Regions from separate parts of the Rattus norvegicus genome. Here all the other regions are linked to region 3. Evidence: chromatin contacts called from public Hi-C data. All regions are on one chromosome and are shown on one strand. Each heading gives the region's core, a stretch centred on a gene start, on an enhancer-like site or on the middle of the called end of the contact. The rest is flanking DNA. Distances are from core to core; before and after follow the strand shown.

What was found. Hi-C and Micro-C count contacts between places; a contact is called where the count stands out from the background.
Region 1: a contact with region 3 is called in a Hi-C map of Schwann cells, with 6 times the contacts expected there. The contact joins the enhancer-like site here to the promoter of Ephb3 in region 3. A contact is called at or near these places in 10 of 12 Hi-C or Micro-C datasets (the A7r5 cell line, the Rat2 cell line, Schwann cells and 6 more) and 1 of 1 datasets of contacts at active chromatin or transcription factors (oligodendrocytes).
Region 2: a contact with region 3 is called in a Hi-C map of the A7r5 cell line, with 6 times the contacts expected there. The contact joins the enhancer-like site here to the promoter of Ephb3 in region 3. A contact is called at or near these places in 12 of 12 Hi-C or Micro-C datasets (the A7r5 cell line, the Rat2 cell line, Schwann cells and 7 more) and 1 of 1 datasets of contacts at active chromatin or transcription factors (oligodendrocytes).

The regions. Positions count from the first base shown.
Region 1 is chr11:93,228,082-93,232,843 of GRCr8, reverse strand. No RefSeq gene overlaps it. Among named protein-coding and RNA genes, the nearest start is that of Vps8, 92 kb to the right of the region's middle. Within about 2 kb of position 3,048, at least 88 of the 93 cell types and tissues checked have an H3K27ac peak or open chromatin away from gene starts, as enhancers often do. A contact at or near this core is called in the A7r5 cell line, Schwann cells, hepatocytes and 3 more, where this site is marked.
Region 2 is chr11:93,158,491-93,163,282 of GRCr8, reverse strand. No RefSeq gene overlaps it. Among named protein-coding and RNA genes, the nearest start is that of Vps8, 22 kb to the right of the region's middle. Within about 2 kb of position 3,037, at least 2 of the 93 cell types and tissues checked have an H3K27ac peak or open chromatin away from gene starts, as enhancers often do. A contact at or near this core is called in the A7r5 cell line, where this site is marked.
Region 3 is chr11:93,360,696-93,365,077 of GRCr8, reverse strand. It overlaps Ephb3 (Eph receptor B3), which reads left to right and starts at 1,303. Exons shown (of 16, transcript NM_001414988.1): 1 at 1,303-1,783. The coding sequence starts at 1,690.

The DNA of each region.
Region 1 (4,762 bases), core at 1,799-4,298, 130 kb after region 3:
TGCTAGTGAACTTACCTGGCATGCCTCAGAGACTGGGATCAATGGCCAACATCACTAAAATAAATCCCTGTTAAGAGTTCTTATGACTGAGATATCTTCCCATTGTCCAACACGAAAGTCGCGGTCTTCACCCTTTCCTCCACTGGCTTTGCTTCCTAGTCATACTTGGCAGGCCCGTCTTCCCACTCACGTGAATGAGGGATTTCATCTCTTACCCTTACCCCCGCCAGTGTCTGCTGCACACATGGACCCAGAGGCCATACTCTCAGTCCTTCTCGGATGTTGACGATGATGCCTGTGACATGGGACATCTTTCATCCTGAGGCAAGGGTACAAGTTCTGCTAGGCTTTCCACTACCATCTGGAAACACACTTGGGATCGTGTTGGCAGATCAAAATATTACTGGGCTGCTCAGTGGCACGAGACTAATTTTGGGCTTACTAGAAATGGGAGACTGAGGAAACATGGCCTACAAGAGTAAAGCTAAGTCTGAGCAGACGACGTATTTTATGTGTAGCCAACACTCTGAGAGCCCTGAAAGTATCCAGAGCTGGGATCAAAGTTCAAACACCCCAACCTTAGGTCGCCTGCTTTTGTATTTCTGTGGGCCAATGTCTTATTGTGATGACCTTAGCTACAGAGTCTTATTTGTATTTGCAGTGTTTGAAGAAAGATGAGTCCGTGACACACACCTCGAGACTGGAAAGAGCTCTAAGAACAGCTACAATAATACAGAGTGTAAACTCTTGACTCAGTAAGACTTCAACTCTAATCCCGCTCTGTCTGGCTGCGACAGCTCTGTAGTCGTTGCACTCGTTGGCTCAGTATGGAAGATCCTATCTTCCCTCTAAGATGGTAAAACATGAAGAGCTGGCTCATTTGGGGCATTGAGTAAGTGGCATCACCGTCATTAGTATATCTAAAATGTAGATACTTAGTAATACTTTGCGGTGTGCTTGTAAAAAGCCGTGGAAAGTGCCTTTGGCTTGTAACAAATGCTTAATGAGTGTCTTGTCTCCACCATGTCTTTACATGTGTGACCCTGAACAAAGCAGTTTTTTGTCACCAGTAAAATTCGGTGATCTCTACCTCACTCCTTTAAAGACGGAGCCTTAACTGAATGAAGGTAATTACTCGAGACTTACTTGTTCTTGGAGAGGTGATAACCGAGATCACACACAATGTACTCAGTCAAGAATGAGGATGGTACTCGAATGAAACACCCTTGTATGGGTGGAAGAGACCTGGGTTCTGTCTTGATACTTGAGAGCAAAATGACTGGGACAAAATCAAGTAATCCGATCCTCGAGGCTCACACTTCTGACCGCTGCCTCCGAGAAGGTATTGCTCTTTAAAGGCAAAAGTATTATTCCCATTTTAATTAACTCGATACCCATAAGGTCATCTCCACATGAATTACAATCTACCCAGGGGCCATTTTTAATCATCTTTGTTCTGATTTCTTGGACCTGAATCATTGAATCCCTGAACTGCTGTCCTAAAATATGTTCCTTGACAACCTTACCATACCCAAGAGATACAATCTGAATATAAAGGTTGCAGAAAAAGTCGTTGATAAATCGAAAACAGCCTTCCTATTATGGCCGCTCTAAGGACGCGGCTCCCTAATGCCCATCTCTAGTGAGTTCCACTCCTTTCAGGGCCCCTGTTAGCAATTTCTAGACTATTTATTCCCAGAGTGAAAGTTAGTGGTCTATACTACAGAAGCCATGAGCTAATCTCCATGGGCACTGAGAATATGAGGGTATCTACAAGTCTCCACTAAGTAGGAAAGCAGTAGACTGAACCACAGAACACACACACTGGATTTCCTGGTTCAAGGGACGGATCTTGAAGTGGAGCTCCCTGGTGGGAAGATGTGTTTCCACTTCCTATCTCAGGCACTATTTGGCTTCTGAAGGCGTTGATAGAAGAGGGACTCTTATAGGGGTCAAGAGAAGGAAGGGAGGGAGGGCCAAACTGATCATGGTCACAATCATTGTGCACTCGAACATACTCCTGTAGACTAAGAGTTCCCAATGAGGATTATGTGACTGAAAATGACCAGCGTTCTTACGTTTTTAGTACCACTCCCAACTCCTCCGTCTCTTTATTCCTTCCCCTCGGTTCCCCCAAAGCTGAGGGGATTAAAGGTAACCTTAAGCAAGCCTCATTCAACCACCTCAGCTAGATCATATATCCCTTTTGTGACATTTCATTCTCTGTACTGTAATTTCCGGTTTATTTACTATTCCCATGAATAGTAATAGGATGAAGAGGATGTATTCTACTCCCAAATGTCTTTAACTGTGCAACACAAAATGTAAGATGCTTGACACGTTTATTAAGTGTACGGGAGTATGCTTCTCATTCATTGCATTTTAACTTTTTCTAGAGCACTATAATATAGGCAAACAGAGGTACATACTGGGCTTTTATTTTTTATTTATTTATTTTTTTGGTTCTTTTTTTCGGAGCTGGGGACCGAACCCAGGGCCGTGTGCTTCCTAGGCAAGCACTCTACCACTGAGCTAAATCCCCAACTGGACTTTTATTTTTATTTTTTTAATAAAACACAAAAAATGTCAGAGGCTTGGCATCAAATACGCTTTACACACACACATGAACACGCACACACACCGAGCACACATACATGCACACATGCACACGCACACATGCACACACACGCACACACACCTGATCAACCTGCTGAGTCCCTTCGTGCCTATCAAGGATACAATGCTGCACAATGCATTCAGAACCACAGATTAAAATACAAAGTTTTACGGCCCGTTTTACAAAATCAGCAAAACTGCAACAAAATTCTATAGGAAAAAGAACTATCTCACTTACAAATAGCAGTTTAATTAATGTATTAGAAGTAACAAAACCTAACAATAGATATGATCTAAAAACTGAAGTTTCACAATTTTCTCAGAAATGGCATTACTTAAAACTCAAAGACATTAGCTACCGAGCCCACGAGGCCCTCAATGGCAACTCCCCCCCTCCCCCTCACCAGAAGTGGAGGGTGGCCAGAGCGTGGGCGCTATGTTGCCTCGGCTCTGGCTCTTATGGCTCCGGACAATTCAGCGGTTCATTCTTCTGAAGCCTAGACAAGAACCCCACTTCTGCCATCTTGGTGATTTTCCAGGTTGCTTTGGGAAGTACAAGAGAATTCATATTCCGATGGTTTGGTGCGAGGCACCTGTCTGCAACTAAGGCATCGCTGATGAACAGAACCTTCCATAATAAGCCTTTTTGGGTACCCAAAGTAGGTTCTTCGATGGAAGCACCCCACAAGAGACCTGATCTGGGACCATCTCTCTTCCTAGATCCTCCTGCGATCCCTCAAGAGTTTTAACCTGTTGGTTAGGGTGTGTGGTGCTTAAGTTGCAGCTGTGAAATTTCAGCTGGAAAGCAAAACGTACCGCGATGTACTGCGGCCCTTGAGGTGATCTTCCGGTGCAAACCCTTTAAGTCTCCGATAACACGGTTCACCATCTCAGACCCTGCGGTGAGGCCCTTCTTCCCGTCCTTCACCAGCAGAAACTGCACTGAGCCGGCGGCAGTTCTATCAGATGGCATTGGGAGGCGGCCAGGACCTGGGCTCACCTTCCGGCTCGCCCTCGGCAGGAGGCGACAGGGCTGTCTCACTCTCAGGATTCGGTCCCATGCCTTCGGGCAGACGGTGCCCCACATGCCACCCCAGAGACTGCGCGAACAGGCCAGGGAAGACGGCGACAGGAGCATCAAGAGGTCCGGGCGAGGCCCACAACCGCCCACGGCCGCGCAGCCGCAGTCAGGGTTCGCCACTTCCGGTTTGCTCGGCCAAGATGGCGGTGGGGGTGCGGCTCGCAGCCCTTCCGCTTCCTCCCAGGCTGGCGGCGTGCAACGGCTCCTGCAGGTGCAGGCGCCGTGGGGAGTGTGTGCGTGTGCCTGGGGTAAACGCTGCAAGCAGCCATTCCGGGTGGGAAAGCTCCTCTGTGCAAGAAATAGCACAGAACCGAGTTCGGGCACATTGTTTCAGTAAGTGCTTGTGTCAGACGTAGAGGCTTAAGTGCCGCCTGACCAGAGACAAGGCTGGGATGGTGAATTAGAGAAGGGCTCCTACAGGATACTAGGAAAAATAAAACTTATCTGGACACATGAGGAAAGACTGCAGTCTTTGTCTGCGGCCTCGGGGGCATGTGGAGAGGATGCTTATTACAGTACGGAACAGGTTCTTGCAGTCAGTCTGAAATGCTATTCAGTGGTTAATTGCAAGGTGAGGACAGCACATTGTGCCGTGATAAGAGATGCACTGAGGGAGCACATACCACGCATGCACGAGCCGGTAGTGACTGGCTGGAGGGAAGAAAATATTATCCCCCCAATCAAAATTACTCTCATACCCCCTTTTAACCCCTTCTGCCTCGCACTTCATATCCCTCCTCCTCCCCACTCTGAAATTCCTCTCCTACCGATATCCCCCAACAGGGATTAACTTAAAGGTGACCTTTCAAAAAGTCTTCCTTGGAGGTCATGCATAGAATGTATATACTGTTATTTCTGAATCACCACAGCAATTCTGTTTACTTAACATCCAAGAGCTCGATATTTACTGTTATTTCTGAATGACCACAGCAATTCTGTTTATTTACCATCCCTTTGCTAGGCTTTGTTGTAAAAGCATTTTCTCCTACATCTGATTCTCACGTACATTTTACAAATGGTTGAATTCTTCCTGTGGCGTTTGCTATTTTCCAACTACATAATGTT
Region 2 (4,792 bases), core at 1,788-4,287, 200 kb after region 3:
GTGGGGACTATCAAGGTCTACAAAATGCTAACGAAGTGTGGTGGGCTCTTTGTGTTTCACAGTGGGCTTCCGGCCCTCTGGGTAGCACACGCAGCATGCTCACTGAGGTCTGACAGTGGCCCTGGCTGGGTGTCACTCCTGTGGTTTGAGGCTGCCTTATAGAAACAGCTAGACATAATAGGAGACCTGTTTTTTGTTTTGTTTTGTTCTGTTTTTGTTGTTGTTTGAAACAGACCAGCAGGAAATTTACACTGTAAAAAGTCGTTTAGAAGCAAGTCTCTTATGGACATTAAAAAATGACCATGGTTGGTTGGTTTTGGGTTTTTCAAGACAGGGTTTCTTTGTGTAACAGAGCACTGGCTATTATGGACTTGCTTTGTAGACCAGGCTGGCCTGGAACTCAACAGAGATCAGCCTGCCTCTGCCTCCCAAGTGCGGGATTAAAGGCATGGGCCACCACACCGGCCTGGAAATACCAGATCTTTAAAAGAGGAGGCATGGTTCATCCATACTATGTCATATGGGGAGGGGACAAGCACATTCCTCAGTGGCTGGGGGAAAAGGCATATGGATTTTGTCCATAGGCACAAGAAGTGCCTGATGTGTAATGGTAGGGCAGATGACTGAGGTATTGCCTGTGTCTTCCAGAGATTGGCAGGCAGAGCTAGGGAGACACTGAGCGCCAGGCTGAGCCAAAGCTGCTGAGAGTGTGAGAAGGCTTAGCTGTCTGTGTTGCCACACATGGACCCACCACACTCCTACTCCTGGCTCCTTGGGCAGTTTCCTCAGCCCTTCCTTCTTAGGCTGACTTAGCAGGAGATGAGGAGGCTCTGGAATGTTGCCTGTCCACCGTCTGCATGGAAGGCAGGCCCCTTGCCTGGGCGATCCTTGGCAAAGCAGTCCTTTGCAAGCCTAGAACTCTGGAGGTGAGGAAGAGTCCCAGCTGTGGGCGCGGGGGCAGGGCAGCTTCTGGGCCACCTTGAAACAATGATGCAGGCCAGCCCCTGCTGAAAGCTTTTTCAGAAATTAGGTTTAATTGCTTGTGTGTGTGGTTGTTTTTGCTCCTTGGTTGCATGTGTGAAGGTCGGAAGGCAACTTGCAGGAGTCAGTTCTCTCCTTCCACCATGTGTGTCTGGGATGGAGGGTAGGCTGGCTGGCTGGCTGGCTTGGCAGCCGGTGCCTTCACCTACTTAGCCATCTCACCAGCCCCAGATATTCACTTGGTTAATTGGAGTCGGTATTTACAAGCTGGCATTTAAAGGCTGGCCTTCTGGTCCAGTTACCGTGGGTGAGGCAGAGAAGGACACCCGGCATCTTGTTTTAAGCGCAGTCATTGGTGTCTGAACAGCTATGGGAGTGGCTCAATGAGGGACAAGGCCCTGTGTGAGGGGGCTTGGGTGACAATGGAGCCCGCACATGCTCAGGGTTTGCTCAGCTGCAGACTCAGGCTTCTCCATCACTCCTCCCCCTAGCAGAAACACATTCGTGAGTGTTTGGGGGTACAGGCAAAGGAAGCATTGCTCTCCACTGTCACCCCAGCAGCCTAAGAAGCATCCCAAGATTCAGACCAAACCAGTATCGTGGCTTCAGTGTTGAACAGAAGCTCAGGAGTAGTAGTTTATGAAGCAAGAGATTGTTTATTAAAGATGCTTCAATACAGGCTTAAGCACAAGTAGTGGGAGGAAATAGGGCACTCGGAAGTAAACCACACCCAAGAGTGGTCCAAGCATGGCCATGGCCCCTCCAGAGAGAGGCCCGGCTCGTTGTTTTTATAGCAGTCATATGTAGGATTTTGGTGGTTGTTAAAATGACTAGTCTATGGGGCGCTTAAGGGGCACCTCACAGGCTCAAATAAATAGGGTAAAATCGAGCCCAAAGGGGCCGAGGAGGTAGAATATGTTTAAGCGGGTTTTGTCTGAGGAAATGAAATGATTCCTACAAAAGATCATAGACATCCTTGTGCCTTAACCCCGGGGCATTGCTATTTTGATACAAAGTATCTATACTTGAAAGGAATGCTACAGAGGCAGCCTTCACTGAAAATGTTGCAACTATGCAGGAGTTCTCGCTGCTCAGCTAGAGAGACACTGGGATGTGAGCTCCCCTCCTTTCTCTGGGCCTCATGATTTCTGTGTCTTTTTGTCTGGCCTCAGGTTCTATTATTCCCATTTTACAGAGGAGCAAATTGAGGCCCAGAAGGCTTACAAATGGAACTCTGACTCAGGTAGCTAGGAAAACTGGATGCCACTGCACTCTGACTGTCCTTGTAGAATGGTAAAGGATAAAGAAACATCCCCTGAAAGGAGGCAGAAGGAAAAGCACAGAATGTGAGACCCCAGGCAAGGCCCGGGAACAACAACACCTCAGTACCTCCGGGTTTCACAGGAACAGAATGACAGCCAGACATCAAGGAAACTGAGCTTGGAGACGTGGGCAGGCAGGGGCCCAGACTCCACGGGTCTTACAGTAGCTTCATGCTCTTTACATGGACATCACTTAAAGATTTTTTTTTTTAAACCGGAGCTGAGGACCGAACCCAGGGCCTTGTGCTTGCTAGGCAAGCGCTCTACCACTGAGCTAAATCCCCAACCCCTCACTTAAAGATTTTAACAGAAAGTCTCCAAGTCCCTTTCAGGTTACTCTGACCACAGTAGTGATCGGAAGTTTCAGGGGACGGAGTGATCGGGTAAGAGAGGGGTGAGAAGCTACTCTACAGTACACCGGTGAGGTAATGCATACGACTTAGAAGGCTTAGTGTTAAAGTGCAGACAGGAGGGAGTGGTTGAAGACGGATGGGAACAACGGGCTAGCATGGGTAAGCTTGTTCCGCAGTGAAGTCAAGGAACCCGGAAGTACATTTTTGGACTGAAGGATACCTGAGAGGTTCCCAGTCCACAGAGAGCAGCAGGCAATTGGATGTGCAGATCCAGACAGGCTGTTGGCCACAGTTCCATCTCCTCTCTCCTGCTCAGCAGACAGTCCGTCACTGGGAGCACAATGGCAGGAAACATTAGCTGGTGGAACTGGAGTTGGCAAGGTAGAGTGTGATTAATGCAGAAGACATGAGGTCCGTATCGGATGGCAGTAACCCCAGACTCTGGTCGGCTCGGCAGAGAGCAATCAAAGAGGGTGGCAGAAGGGTGATAATGGATGTTCGGAATCTCCACTCCACCCGGAGGTGGGAAATTTATGTGATCCGAGGAGATGAAAATTCAATAAAGACACAGGTAACTCTTATTTAGTGCCAACCTTCAACTGGACACAACCGAACATCTCAGGGATTTTCTCCGTCCGCGGATTTGTGGAGCACATGTTGTGTGCTTGCAGCCTCTATGTGGTCTAGGACTACAGCAGTGACCAAAAGAAGCATTCCTGTCCCTGAGGTGCTACTCCTGATGCCAGGCTAAAAACATGACAATCGGACAAAAGAAAGAAAACATCTCCTATCCTGGCATTCCCATTCGAGGCATAAATAGGAAACCTCTGAGGGCCAAGACAGCCTTTGTCCAGTGTGTGTTTTTGCAAGTAGACTTGGGGCTCCTCTTGCTTGGTCAAGTTTCCCTCTCGTGCAGCTTCTGGAGGCCTTTTATCCAACTGAGAAAATTAAGATAAGGGAGGCAGGTGACATAGGGGAGGAGCGAAGCAATCAAAACAGGGTAGCCCGAGTACGACATTTGAATAAAGACTTGGAAGGGTTAAGTAAGCAAGCTTTATGGCAACTTGAGGGCAGATTTCCAGGCAGATGCCAAGGGTTAAGACAAGAGTATGCCCGGTGCATATGAAGGACAATGAGGAGGGCAGAGTAGCTGGCACAGGACGGGGCACAGACTGTGCCTCGTGGACCATCGCAAAGACGGGCTTACACTCTAAGTGAGACAAGAGGCCTTTGGAGAATTTTGATCGGGAGTGACATGATTACATTTAATTTTTCATGAGCTCCTTCCTACTGGATTGAAAATGTAGTCTGGGAGGGAAGAGCAGAAGCAGAAGCAGAGGATGAGGCGAGTGACGACCAAGCTAGCCCAGCCCAGCAGCAGCAGCAGCAGCAGCTCAGGCGAGGGAGCTGGCAGTGTAGGTGAACTGTGCTCAGGTTTGGGATAGCATGCTCAAAGTCAGCAGAAGCGATGAATGGCTTGGATGTGTAGACAGGGGAAAGGATGACTCTGTGGTTTCTGACTTGAGTCATAGACGAATGGAGGTGCCATTTACTGAGAAAGGAAAAGCATGGGAGAAAAGAAGGCTGAGTATTCGGTCCCCACTTGTAATTTAAGCAGCTACTTATAGATGTGCTGATGGCCCTGGGACAGACTGAGCATTGCAGCAACCTCAAGTTATGGAAGTCACAACTGGGCCTCAAATCTTTCACCAATCTGACTTGAGCACCCACGCTCCCCAAATTCCATTGCATTGTCTCAGGGAATTCTTCCTCCATCAAGGAACCAGATGGCAGCTAAGCTGTGGGACTCCCTGTCCTAGCTGTGGGGTGGTGGGAACTGGCTTGTTCAGGACCGGGAGGCAGGCAGACTGGCTCTAGGAGAGTGGAAAGAAAAGGGTGAGCCTCACGTTCAAATCTTCCTTTCACAGCCACTAACAGATAAATCACTCCTTTCCTCATAGAGCTGGAGAGACAGACAGACACATAGACAGATGGATGGACAGACGGACGGATGGATGGACAGACAGACATGCTAGCTGGGGCTCCTTTCCTTCACCAGCACTGGCCTGTGGCACTCATTTATGTAACCCACCAAGTTCTGGGTCTCGGAGTTTGCAACTCAGTTTCAAAGGACTT
Region 3 (4,382 bases), core at 54-2,553:
TTGTCTATGTATTCTCTTTTGCTTTCTCTCTTCAGTAAAATGCGGCTATAACAACACCTACCTTGAATAAGCGTGAGGTATTGTTTCAGGGTGTTTATTGCACCTTGTAAATGTTCAAGAAGCAAACCGGCAGAAGTCCGTCTCACCTGGAGGCTCTCTTTGATGTTTCCGACCACTGCACCTCTCTCAGTCACCTAGTCACAAATACACTTGTCCTTGTTGGCTCCTCCTTATAGCCATCGCCCTGGTCTAAGCTACCACCCTCCCCTCCACTACATGGCCCCTTCACTAGCCCACAAGATTCTACCACTGTCTTGGCCTGTCATCCTCCCCAGGACAGACATGCCAATCTGATAAGGCAGCGTCCGGTTTCAAGAGGAAGGCTACATTGTGAGTCCAAAACCGGATCCTCCGGACCCCTCCTCATCTACTTCTCGGCCCGTTCTTTTCTCTCAGCTCTGACTCTGCACTCAAGCTATTCCGAACTTTCAGATTCTTCAATTCTAGGTCTTAACACAAAAGTTCTCTGCCCGGAGCACTGCCTCCCATCCCCAATACACTATTATTCATCCATCTTTTATATTGTCACTTAGATGCTGTTTCCTTAGACCTAACATTGTGCTTCGAAAAACTAGGTTCTTTCCCGGCGGGAATGCTTGTTAGCCCCGATGTGAGTTTTAAACCCACCTCCACACATGGCTCCAGGATAATGCAAGCTTCTCTGCTCTAGCCATTGTGGGTGCCCAAAAATATTTTCTAACAAATGATCACAACCAAATAGAAGAATAAATAAACCCTTGAGAGTCCCTTGAAGTGGACTCTGTCAGAGTGGGTAATCCCCACCCTCTACATCCCTTTTCCTACTCCCTGAGGCCTATGCTGGTTCTGAATGTACTTGGGAGAGAAAAAAAAGCATCTTGACAGAATCCCATGGGTCTGCTAACCACGGGGGGGCGCCCCCAGCTCGTTCTATCTGGTTATCACCGGCTAGGACTCGAGCTGGTTACTAATCGCCAATAGGAGAAAGGGGCGGGATTACCCGACTGATGGACAATGTGGCTCCGCCCAATCTAATTCATCTTTTCAGTGGCTCCTCCTGCTCCAAGCCCCAAGACGCCGAGGGTGGGCTCGGTGGAAGAGCGGCCAACTGAACTCCAGCAGAGTGCTCTCGCAGCAGAACCAGCTGGCTGGGCGGTCTGTGAGTGGGCGGCGGGTCTCTGGAGGTGTGGCCTGAATGTTGACAGGCAGGCAGGTAGCCCCACCCCTCTCGCCCAGAGCCGCCGCTCCACGGCGAGGACCAGCAGAAGTGAGTACGTGAGCGGAGCAGTCTGATACCGGCTCCTACCCCGGACGGCGCGCTCACCGGGAGCCCGGGATCCGAGCTCGGCCTCAGTGGACTGTGCCCCGAGAACCGCGACCATCTGCGCCCTCTGCCTCCCGAGTCATCGGGCATCAAGCCACCCAGCGCCCCGGATCCTCCTGGACCGGTCCGTCCAGATTCCCGCGGGAACGACCTGCCGGCATCTACCCTGAGTACCGGGTTGGGCGACACCTCAGATACAGAGCCGCCCGTCTGCTTTGCGCCCCCTCCCTGCCGGGATCTCTTGGACTGTGCGCGAGCCTTCTTCCTCAGGCGCCCCCAGCCCCGCCGGCGCGGCCCGGCTCGGCGCCCCCCGAGCGCTCCGGGCTATGGCCGGAGCCCGCCCGCCGCCGGGGCTTCTGCCGCTGCTCGCTCCGCTGCTGCTGCCGCTGCTGCTGCCCGCCGGCTGCCGGGCGCTGGAAGGTGAGCGGCGTCGGGGTCCCGCGCGCTACCGGGGAGTCCCGCAGTATGGGGCCGCGGGCTGAGCACACGTCCAAGAAGGCTCTAGGCTCGAGCCGGCTCCGCAGCCCTCTTTAGGGGAACTGCTGGCATCTGGACTCGGCACCGACTCCCGAAAGCTGCAGTTCGGCCGTGGGTTTTTGGTAGGAATAGCCTACAGTCAAAGCAGAGAAGCGAGACCCCTCGGGGTTTCGCACCTCTGGAAGGCGAGGAAATGTGGGCGACCCAGCATCAAGGCGGGGGCTGCGGGACTGGGCGCTTGGGCGGGTGAAGCAGAACTCTTCGGGTTGGGGGGCTGCACTGGTTGAGAACCCGTTGTAGTTAACAGTAAGCGTGATTGTGTGCACCCCGCTTTGTCAGGGGATGGCTGCGGGGGTGGAGAGGCAGGGGGCCTGTCATTGTTTATGGTTTCTCAAGTGCCAGCAACACAAGAGGTGTGTGTGTCTGTTGTAAACCTCCTCGGACCCACCCCACCCCCACCTCCAGCAGGACCTTCGGAGGGCTTAGGTTTCCGTTGAACCTCACAAAACAGGGATTTGCCCGGGTAGCACCTGAGCCGAGTGGCTACTAGTCATCAGCGGCGGGAAGAGGTCAGCCTTGTCTGTGGGCTCTGTGAAACCTACTAAGACTGCTACTGAGGAGAAATTGAACTTGGACAAACAAACAGCCGGGAGTGTGGCTGGCCCAGACAAGAGAGCCCACACTTACGCCACTTGACATGAACTCACAGGGAACACCAGCACAGGTCACTAACACAGTCTAGAGGCACATACAGCCCCCCCCCCCCGCATTAGAAAAATTGTAAACCCATTAAGTCAGGGGTGAAAACCTTCCTTAATGTGGAGGGAGGGCAGCAAAGAATTTGAAGGAAAATCGGAATACAGGCAGTACTTAATGTGTGGTGGATTGGTCAGATCCAGACACTTTTTTAGCTGAGGAACAAAACATGGACCCTATGCAGTCGGGTTCCTTCCATACATTCACAGTGTAAACGTAAAGGAAGAAAAAAAAATCTCTAAAACAGTTCAGAGAGGTTTCTGGTCTTTGGAATTTTGGTGCCCACTGTGCTGACAGATTTATTCACATGGGTGGACACATGCAAATTTAGACAGACACACAGAGGTTGCACCCACACTTAGAGACACTCACCCACTCACCCACATGTGTGTGATAGGATCTCAGGCGTGAGAAAGCAGCGTAGGGCTTTGTTGTTGGTTGCCTGAAGGGTGCGAGCCAGGGAGCCTATTGAGTTCCCAGGTCTGTGACTATCTTAGCTCAGGAGAGGCAACGTGGGCACATGCACTCTGGGACATACACTTAACTGTGTGTCACCTGTGTGTATCGGGTCCTATGGCCCCTTTTGTGGGATGTGGTAGGTAATAGAGCAGAGAAGGGAGTGGTAGAGGTGTGTGGTTTGGGGGACATGAGCTAAGTGTACCTGAGAAGGATCTTCCCTTCCTCCTTTTCATCCCCCACAATCCTCAGATCCTTTGAGGCGGGCCCTAGCTAATAGTGTCTGGCCCAAGGAGCTGATGGTGACTGAAAGGCCCTTGTGATCAGCTATGAATGGGAGTCAGAACTAGCGCCAGTGAGGGTGTCTCTGGGAAGTAGCAGGGCCTGCAAATGTGGATTTTATCATTGACCTCCGTGCTTTCTATTCCTCTGCTCTAACATGGAAATGGTACCAACAGAGATTGAATTGTTACTATGTGTAAAGGACTTAGCACAGTGTTGCCGTTTAAGGATTAATTGTTACTCTTTGTCAACCTAGGGTCTGCTCTTTGGGGAGCAAGAAGTGTCCTTACCCTGCTGGAGGGACTGAAAGGAAGGAATGATGGGAGGAAAGGCTGGCCTGGAAAGTTGGGGCTTATCTCCCTGCAGCTCCAAGGGGGAAAGAGATAGAGAGCAGGGTCCTGCCTACATCCCAGCTGTCTTTCTGGGAGTCCGGGATGGGTGGACTTCAGGTCTGGGAGACTGTGTCCAGAGAACAGGGCTCTTTGGTTCCTTAGTATTGGTGGTCTGTCACCAACTCTCAACACTTTTCAAGTGGTTTGCCCTGTATTTTGGCTCGTGTGTAGACTGGAGTCCCCGAGCTGTGAGTGCCACCCTTGTGTACCCACAAACTGCCTGACACTGGTTCCTGTTCATTCTCTTCCCAGTTTCCCATTCGGATGGGATCAGGATGTTACTAGTCCTCCCTAGTTGAAAAATTGCCACACACACACACACACACACACACACACACACACATACACACACACACACACTACCCTGGATCCATGGGGCCACCTCATCGCTAACTCTATTTTCCTTTAAGAACTTTTCTCTAGTTCCCACTAGAGCAGATCAGTGGGGAAAAGAGGTGTTCAGCGGAGGTGGTCAGACTAAGAATGAGGCCTGGGATGGGGAACGGAATCTGAGCCACGGGTCCTATGCATTTGAGGAAGGAGAGTTAAGTCCCAGCAGGATGGAGAACTTTCTGTGAAAGGAGACTTCTCAGTTTGTAGAAGGTGGGGTGGGGACATCTCTTTTAGCCAAGCTGGTTAAGTCTCTCCTGCAGTAG